2 separate regions of the Gasterosteus aculeatus genome follow, and region 2 is linked to region 1. The links are chromatin contacts, called in public Hi-C maps. All regions are on one chromosome and are shown on one strand. The core of a region is the stretch at or near the end of the contact, and the rest is flanking DNA. Distances in the headings are between cores, read along the strand shown.

Region 1 (4,553 bases), core at 642-3,141:
TTGATTGTAGGTACTCATTAGTTCATATTCCCGTGAGAGTCTTTAGTGCATTTCACACTTCACCTGATTACTACACACAGGCAACAAAATTGTGTGAAAGCAACTAGTGCTAAATAAGGGTATCATTTATCACTTGTCGTGATTTTGTTTAAGATAGTAACATTCGATCATTCCAATTCCGTCCGGCCTAATTTACCACATGTACGCATGCAAAATCATTATAATTAAACGTCATCAACAACTGGGTGAGTGAAGATGGTCTGTGGACACGCAGCCATGATATGGAGCTTTGGCGTTGTCTTCTGTTGTGAAGCAGTGCCACACATTGTAAGAAAAACAAGTAGGAGCAGATTTGTCTCCAGAGGGTCCAAATGGTAAATCAATAAACAATACAAACTAGTGTTTACACCGCCCCCTTGTCTGGGTGAATCTTTCAATAGTACAAACCAATCAATTTATTTTAATTAATTAACTGCCCGGGCAATTTGCAAAGCTAACACAAATCAGTAGTTTTTGTAAACATTTTTAAAAGGGACATTCTACAGGTCTGTTCTAAATTCACTCAGAAGAAGATGTAATCAACCACCTTAGATGTTGCTCTGCAGATATTTATGGACGACCACCAACAGATTCACCCTCATTTTGACATTGTCCGGTTGGAATTTTGCGTTGCTAACATTGTGTTTTTCAGAAACATTTTTTTCTTAGTTGGATGTTTGCCCACAACGTGTCGCTGCCTTTTTAAAAATGTTGACACTCATAAATGCCCAAACGCAGCGAGTACAATATTCTGCCAGTAGATCTGAGCCTTAGTCAAAGACAAGCTGGTAAAAATGGTCATTTTCTTCCATGAGTAAAGATTTAATGAAACTAAAGTGTAATAAACAACTGCAGCTTGACCAGTAAGTAAAACGCCCTGGAGCTTCCGCTGGGTTTGAATGACAGTGAGCGCCGCCTCCTACATGAGTAACATGTTCATATCACCCGTGTTATAGATGAGGAGCTGCCCAGAAAGCTCCCATCAGATAATTCTCCTGTAGGAAATGAGGGAAAACAGGCTCTCTGTTCTTTCGGACTGCCTGTGATGTCTCTCCATAGGCTCCCCTTGGCCAGGTGAATAATTCAGCCCTAATGCCTCCACACTGCATAATTCACAACACAACTGAGCGGTGTCGAGTGCATGAACTTTCCCTGCCTCTTCAATGTCTTCTACCGAAATCCTCTTCCTAAAAGAGCTTTGGATGCCTCCTCTGAGGTGAAGGGAGAACTCATTTTGTGCAGTCACACACACACATACCTGGAAGAACTTGCCTCTGTCTTGTCCCTCCGCACTCCCTCCCAGGATGTCAGGGAGAATCAATGTGCAAAGTATCTGTGTTGGTTGTGACAGTCAGCAGAGATTCTGATTATTATAATGGGATCGCACAAGTAAAGGAGAAAACTATTATGTCACTAATTAAGCAGAATGTTTTTAACGGTAATATGAAGTCTATGGCCAGTGAGTCAGACTTCTTACAGCTTAAACTATTTACATTAGGATCTTGAAGTTAGGTGGGCCGCTTGAACGACACCATCATCCGTCGACGATGGCGGGCAGTCATCGTTCACTGAGTTCACTGTGATTTGAAAGTATGTAGGCCATTGGGTGTGAGACACTCTCACACACACTAATGAAACCCTCTCACATTGACTATTGAAATGTCCTCACACTCACTACTGAAATACTCACACATACATTCATACTATGCACACGCATATATAAAACATTATACATACTCGTCTGAAACACATGTGAAACAAAAGCATGCATATATACTTATATATACTTATACAAGCTACTACACATGCATTTGAAATGCTTACATGCATACAAGTGAAACATTTATACGTATCTATCTGAAACACTCGTGCATGCACATATGAAAAGGTTGTACAAAGATATATACATATATTTGTATAAATGTTTCAAATGTCAACAGTCATCATTTTAGAGTATGAGCTTTGCACCTTCATTATATACTCTGTGGCAATAGAGTACAAAATAGTGTGTTTGGTGTTGTTAATACAAGGTAGTGCAGACTGGAGCCTAAATGTGATGAGGCAATCTCATCTGCAAGCACTGTTGTCCCCATTAACGGCCTCTAAGAAATATCCTCCTGATCAGATCAGAGCAACAGCGGTGGCATTGCATGGTCATTTGAAAAGATGCAGGGGGGGGGGAAATATTCAATTGGCTGTCTGCAGGCGACTGATGCTGCTGATTTCTGTAAACACAAATGGCAAGAGATTGAGTTGTTTCAATGAGAGATGATGGGAAGAACGCGAGGAAGTCCTTGTCGGGGCCAAATTAATAACAGACTGTGGTGTGACCTTGACAAGTGGCTCTCATTAGGACGCCAGAATACTGGAGAGCCTGCTGTGGCTTTTCCACACAGTCCAGCCTCTACAAACCAGTTTTATCGAGAACGTAAATAATTGCCAGGAGAATCTTGACTGCATGGGGCACACTGGCTGGCCAGAAAGTGAAATTGACAGAAGTGATTGTTAGAAAAAAAGAGAAAGATCATGTATCATGTTGCCACATATACTCTCTGTCCGAACAAGGGCCTGAAACCAAGAATCTTTGAGCTGCTGGGCTCAGTTTAATCCTCAACTCTTCAGGACCACCCCGAAGACATTATATTGTATAACATGTAGGATCCTACTTCTCCTACTTCTTACTCTATTTAAACATCTTAAAGTAGCTTAGTTTCTAGTCTCAATACCCAGTTTCAAGTATTTTTCAATGCGAGGTTGATGACTCTCCTTCCCGTGGCACAGTGTATTTGTCTAGTAATTTTGTTGTGAAAAGTTAGATGAAAAACAGCAGCGAGCAGAGATCATAAAGCGAATTTGAGGAGACACGTTAACTCAGCTATATTGCCTTGCCGATTTAGATTGCAACCTTCAAAGCAGTCCTCAGAGTCTATTAGTACATTCACAAGCACTGTATTTGCTATCATCTGCCTTTGTGCCTTCAATGGAGCCTTCATTAGACAGTATTCTATTAATTGATGCAAAAAACACTTTTAATTTTCTGTTGCCAATTTAATTCTAAAGATACGGTAAATGTTTTAAGTATATCTTGCTGAAGAGTGCTACACATGGCCAACTTCTTTTAGAAGAACTCATGAATTAACTAATTTTTCCTTTTTGGTAGGACGAAAGCCTCTCAAGTCTTCTGAATTATTTCACATCATTTATCAAAACAGCTTTGCCCTTCCAAATTTTCTGTTGTTTTCTTTGCCAAAAGTGAGGGACTAAACCTCTGAGGTAAAAACCCTGATGAGTCAATTTTAAGCACTTTACAAACTTCATATAATGCATTAACAGGAAATAACAGAAAAGAAACAAAATGTAAGGTTTTAGATGACAATTTAAGGATAAATGTGAACAAATTAGTTTCTTTCCACCGGCCATTTCTCTGACGAACAGACGGCACCTTGATTCCATTCTCACTGTTTTGTATTTTTATAAATCGTTTTACTCTTAATTGTTTTTGTATATTCTTGTTATTGTAAGTATTGTGTGTGTACGTATATTGAGAGCACATGCTACCAAAGTCAAATTCCATAAAGGGATACGAATACATGGTAGTTCCAATGAACACTGCACACACACAGTAACAATACTTTTTGTCGTATACACAGATTCTGTTTCATATTGTGAGAAAAAAGACTCGGCTCAGACCAAAAATGTTGAATTTTCTTTTAAAAAATGAATCTTTTGGGAAATGGAAGGTTTCTAAAACGTAACTTGGACTTGTGCAGAAGTACAACGTTTGCCATCTGGACCAGAGAGAAGATACAGATGTGTTAAATAAAGTTCAACCAACACGAATAACATTAAGCCACATTCTTCATTAATCCTAAATTTATCCCTGAAAACATAAGACACCCTAATCAATAAATGTCACCTGCGTTCCCTTAATATGTCCATTCAATTGGAAAGGTATTTAAATGCCTTAAATCCTTATTTGCAAAATGAAGGAGATATTAAGAGGTAAAAAACTATTTAATCTTTTATCTGAAAGTTTTTGATTTAAGTGTTTGATATGGTAATAAGGATTTTGTATTTAATGGTAAATCATTTATTCAATAAAGTCACCACAAACCCCCAACAAGATTATATAGAAAGAAAAATAGAAACTAATTAAATTGATGGGTTTTTAATGAATTGCACACTTTCTAAATTATTTAAAATAAATAATTATATTTACTTTTAATTTGAACGTGATTCAATTTTAGAATAAATGTACTAATTCAAGCATTCACCCCAAATTTGAGGATGATAACAAAAATAAATGACACATATTTTTAATGGGTAATCTCAAAATATTAAAAGGTTGTGTAATAGGTAAAATGTTCCAAATATCAGGAAAAAGCATTGCATGCTAGTAATGCAGGAACTACTGGGCTGCAAAAGAAAGCTGTCAGAGGAAAGGGCTCTTATGGGGTTTCACCCACACCCGATGAAGTTGTAAATCTACTGCTGTGGGTGACTGACACGTCAGA
Region 2 (4,553 bases), core at 1,320-3,819, 500 kb after region 1:
CCCCACTATCTCATAGTCTGTGTCAGGGATGGAGCATTGAGACTCTATGAATGACATCATTCAAGATTCCCCCGCCATCACACAGCAACATAAACCATGCAGCATCTGTTATTGGGTGTGTGTATAAATCCAATCTGACTCAAGTCTGTTTAAGGGAGCCCTCTGCTTACACTGCTGCAAAGCCAGCATGACAGAGAATAAAGTAAGGTTCACAGGGTAGGATGACAGAAAGAGAGTCAAAGTCATATTTGTACATAACTCTGCATACTTTCCGTGTGAATACTCAATACAGAAATCAGCAGTTTCTTCACTAAATCACAGAGTCAGGAGGACTAAAATAAGCGTGTAGAACTGGAGGTATTTCTTCAGTGAATGTAATTGTACTGAAGCACTGCTGGTAATAAATATAAAAATATTTTTAAATATTTTTAAATATAAAAATATAAAAATACTATTCCTGCATGTAAGGGTTGAGCGGAAAAATGTCCCTTTGAGTCAGACGAGAAACGGTACTCTGAAATATAAATCTTCATTTAATCAAGTACAATTTTGAGGAACGGTTTCTTATCATTTCCATTTTATGCTGAATATTGGTAAGATTATTAAGAAAATATGTTTACATTTGAAATATTTTCATTGCTAATTGATTTAAAATGTTCTGCCCCACAATTGTTGAAATTCATATATATATATATATATATATATATATATATATATATATATATATATATATATATATATATATATATATTCTATATACATTATTCAGAAACACAGAGGTTGAACAAGTTTAACAATGCATTTCCTTGGATTGCCCTTTAAACAAACACACAACAACAGGAAAACATTTACAAAACACTAACAGTTGATAAAAAACATGAAACCTAATTAAAAGTGGCTGATCTGTCATATACATGACTAATCCCTGAGCAGTTCTATTTTAAATTGTTCATAACTTTTGTCAGTGATAAAGGTAAACATCAGCAATCCCCACCATCCTCATGTTAGAATTGCAGAGTGTAAAACGTAATAAAGCTAATAAAAGATTAATTCCATTTCTGTCATAAAGGAAAATAATTTCCCTCTCAGCTGCTTCAGAGAACTGCAGCAGACTAGAAAAGTGTATATTTTTCGTGTGGTGGTAGATTTCATTGTTTACTTTTATATTAATGTACAACAAATCTCATATTCAGTCCTATCGTGCTGGCATCATTGGTAGCCATCGAAACACGGACGCTTACTTCCACACAGCCACAAACAACAAGATGTTTAATGTAAAACATTCATCCATCCTATCTGACTTAGGTGCGTCCAGCCTTACGCCGCCACCCGACCAGGTTTATGTTTTTTAAACATAATAAAAATCTACTAGTCAAACGGGTCGGGCCGGGACCTTCCTATATTCCATTTTTTCCACTTCCAGAAACGCTGCGTATCCCACCCACATTCTCCCTTGAAACCAGCAAAACCCCCCCTCCCACGAGTTACTTTAATCTTATAATATTCCTTTACCTTGAGTGGTCATTCAAACCTGAGCTTGAAGGCAGAGGATCACATAATATATCCTAAAGTTTGAACAAATCCACTTACAACTTTTCTCCCCATTCTAAAACTACCCGAGGCTGATTTCTTTCTTCTTGACTCTCATAGAAAGTGTGTATGTCACACAGTATCCGACTACAACCACACTATATACGCACCACATATGGAGGACGGTTATACGGGTTGGCCTCTGAAAGAAGTTATTAAAGAATCCATGGTTGTGAGTACCTTTCGGCAGACACAGAAGGACAGTTTCTCATCAAGATTGTGCTTTTTGAAAAATTAACTAGCAATTAATTACATACAAGCCTGCAGTGAGTATGCATATGACATATAATTACAGTATTCCACTCCTACCGGGTCTTTGCCGGTATGATGGAGTGCTTTGTTCAACACAGCACTTTCAGTTAGGCGTCCTGGAAGGAATGGAATTGCTTGTGGTCTACTGCTCCCTAGTGTTAGCAGGCCTGCTCTGCAGCTTGAGTTCCATTCGCTCTGATATCATGTTTCACTCTGTTGGCAAGGCAGGAATGCTAAGTTTAAGAAGGGGATTTCCAGATATTTCCCTGTCTGGGAATGTCAAATGGAATTGGTTTTGACCGCAGAAAGAAGCTGGTGAAAATGGGATCCGGAAAAAAAACTCTATAAATATATTTATATATCTATAAATATGGTAACTCTATAGTCCCTATTTTTTCTTGTATGTTTGTATACACATGCTTTTTATGCAACTATTTTCATTGTATCATATTTCAAATTCGATGTCCTCCTTATTTATTCACAGCCAATATTCTGCTCCAATTGTTTGAATGTTGTTAATAGAAATACAAGGTCTGAATGTAGGGTTTGTTGCTGAAATGTGGATTAAAAAAAAATCAGCACTGCCCTGAATTGCTCGCTTGCTTCCGTCTACCTGCCCCATCCCATTGGGGTACTTGGATCCTCGAAAGGACTCCTTCGTTTCAACGGCATCTGTGTGCCCAGAGTGGCAGTACAGTATAGGACACCATTGGCTCTGCGCGCTTTGATTCGGGTGGATGAGATTTGGTCCTTTTGGCTCTCCGTCATACGTCACTGTAAATGTTGACGTGTGGCTAAGCAGAGCGCTGTCTCGTTAGCCAGTTAGCTGGAACTTGCTCCCTGATTGTGGATGGTTGAGGAAACCCAGTGACAGCTGACTGCTTTCGCAAGCACTTGAGCTTTTAAGGATGGCGGCTGACTGGGAAGAAATCCGAAGACTCGCTGCTGATTTCCAAAGAGCACAGTTTGCGGACACGGTGCAAAGGTACGAGCAGTTTTCGCCCTAAGCAGCTGTTAGCAGCAAAGCTAATATGAGCTAGCAACTTTCCTTTAGAAGTAACTCCGCTAAGCCAGCTAGTTGTCGCCTCTCTTTTTACACCTGTCGATGACAACAACAATACAACCAACACAATTGTCTGTAATTTGAGGGCGAAGCCGCCTTAGTGACAATTTAGTAACGTGAACCTCTTTTCTTCAGGCTATCGGAGAGGAACTGCATTGAAATCATTGGGAAACTGGTCCAAGACAAGAAGCTGGATGTGGTGCACACGCTTGATGGGAAGGAGTACATCACTCCAGCACAGATCACCAGGGAGATCCGGGATGAACTCTACGTGCACGGAGGTCAGCATCACATTCAAAGTTGAATGGAACACATCTTCCAGAAATTGTGAGAAATAACTAGATAATAGTAAATTGTAGATAACAATGAATACAGCCTGTTGTTCTCTTTCACAGGCCGAATCAACGTCGTGGATCTCCAGCAGGTGTGTTTTAGAGTTGCTTTGAGCCCCGTGTGTATATTCCTATCATATAGCTATAGATAGGAATATACACATGTTCTCTCAAAATGTGATATTAAAGGTTTTTAAAGAATTCGGTCTGTACCCTCCTTCTTTTCAGATTATCAATGTGGATTGGATCCATGTTGAAAGTAGAGCAGGGGACATTGCCAAATCTGATAAAGGGGTGCATCTTTTACTGGGACAACTTATTGATGAGTGAGTATTAATATACCTTAATCACACTAGTGCTGAACCTCAAGGCAATGTGAGTCAGTTTGCCCATATTTCTCTCCATAAAGCGGAGTAAAATATGTGCAAATAGATTCTATAAGATGTGAAGTTTGAAAGACATGTCGTTTGTTCCATGGCTAGAAATTAAAGGTATTTTTTTATTTGAACATGTTTATTTAAAGTCTTGCATAATGTAAGATACACATTTAGTGATCCGGAAGGAAATTCTTGTGGTGGATATTGATGAATTATTTCCATAGTTGAAGAAAAGAAAAAGCAATAGACTCAAAAAAAATTTTGGAACAAAAGAATATGGCGTGTCAAAGCTCAAAATATAACCGTAAATGAAAGGGAAATTACACAAATAGAGGATTCAAAACGAATGATGAATGAATGATGAGGATCATGAATGATGAGGATTCAAATGTATAAAAAAGGAGTTTCAAGGAATATTAGGACTTGTGCCGTTAATACTCTGGAAAGTAACTGGTCAACTTGTATACTTGCAACAAACTATGTTGCTTCCTTTTTTCTTTTCCGTAGCACGTACCTGAACCGATTGGCTGAGAATGTGAACGACAAGCTGCAAGAAGCCGGTTTGATCAGCATCACTGAACTTTGTAAAAACTACGACCTCCCAGGAGATTTCTTATCTGAGGTGAGTCACAGTGTGCAGCTTCCATGCGTTTATCATATCAGAGGAATTAGGCAAAAACGTATTGATTAGTAACCCGAGCATCAATGGTCATCAATGGTTTTTACATGTTGAAATAAATCTATGATAGAATAAATGCATGTATGTTTTGTGATCATTCTCAGGAGCTGTCAAAGCGCCTCGGGAAGCTCATCCAGGGAGAACTGGACCAGCACAACAAGGGGATCATATTCACTCCAGCTTTTGTTGCTCGTCACAAAGCCAGAATCCGTGGGCTCTTCAGTGCTATCACTAGGTAAGACATTTCACACATTGGGCCT

What was found. A called contact is a pair of places that touch in the nucleus more often than the background predicts.
Region 2: a contact with region 1 is called in a Hi-C map of tail fin, with 2.7 times the contacts expected there. The contact joins the promoter of ufl1 here to the enhancer-like site in region 1. A contact is called at or near these places in 3 of 6 Hi-C or Micro-C datasets (skeletal muscle and tail fin).

What each region holds. Positions count from the first base shown.
Region 1 is chr18:3,660,005-3,664,557 of fGasAcu3.hap1.1, forward strand. No RefSeq gene overlaps it. Among protein-coding and RNA genes, the nearest start is that of map3k7, 35 kb to the left of the region's middle. Within about 2 kb of position 1,892, at least 1 of the 9 cell types and tissues checked has open chromatin away from gene starts, as enhancers often do.
Region 2 is chr18:4,159,079-4,163,631 of fGasAcu3.hap1.1, forward strand. It overlaps ufl1 (UFM1-specific ligase 1), which reads left to right and starts at 2,570. Exons shown (of 19, transcript XM_040160928.2): 1 at 2,570-2,827; 2 at 3,041-3,186; 3 at 3,301-3,329; 4 at 3,466-3,563; 5 at 4,122-4,236; 6 at 4,398-4,528. The coding sequence starts at 2,751.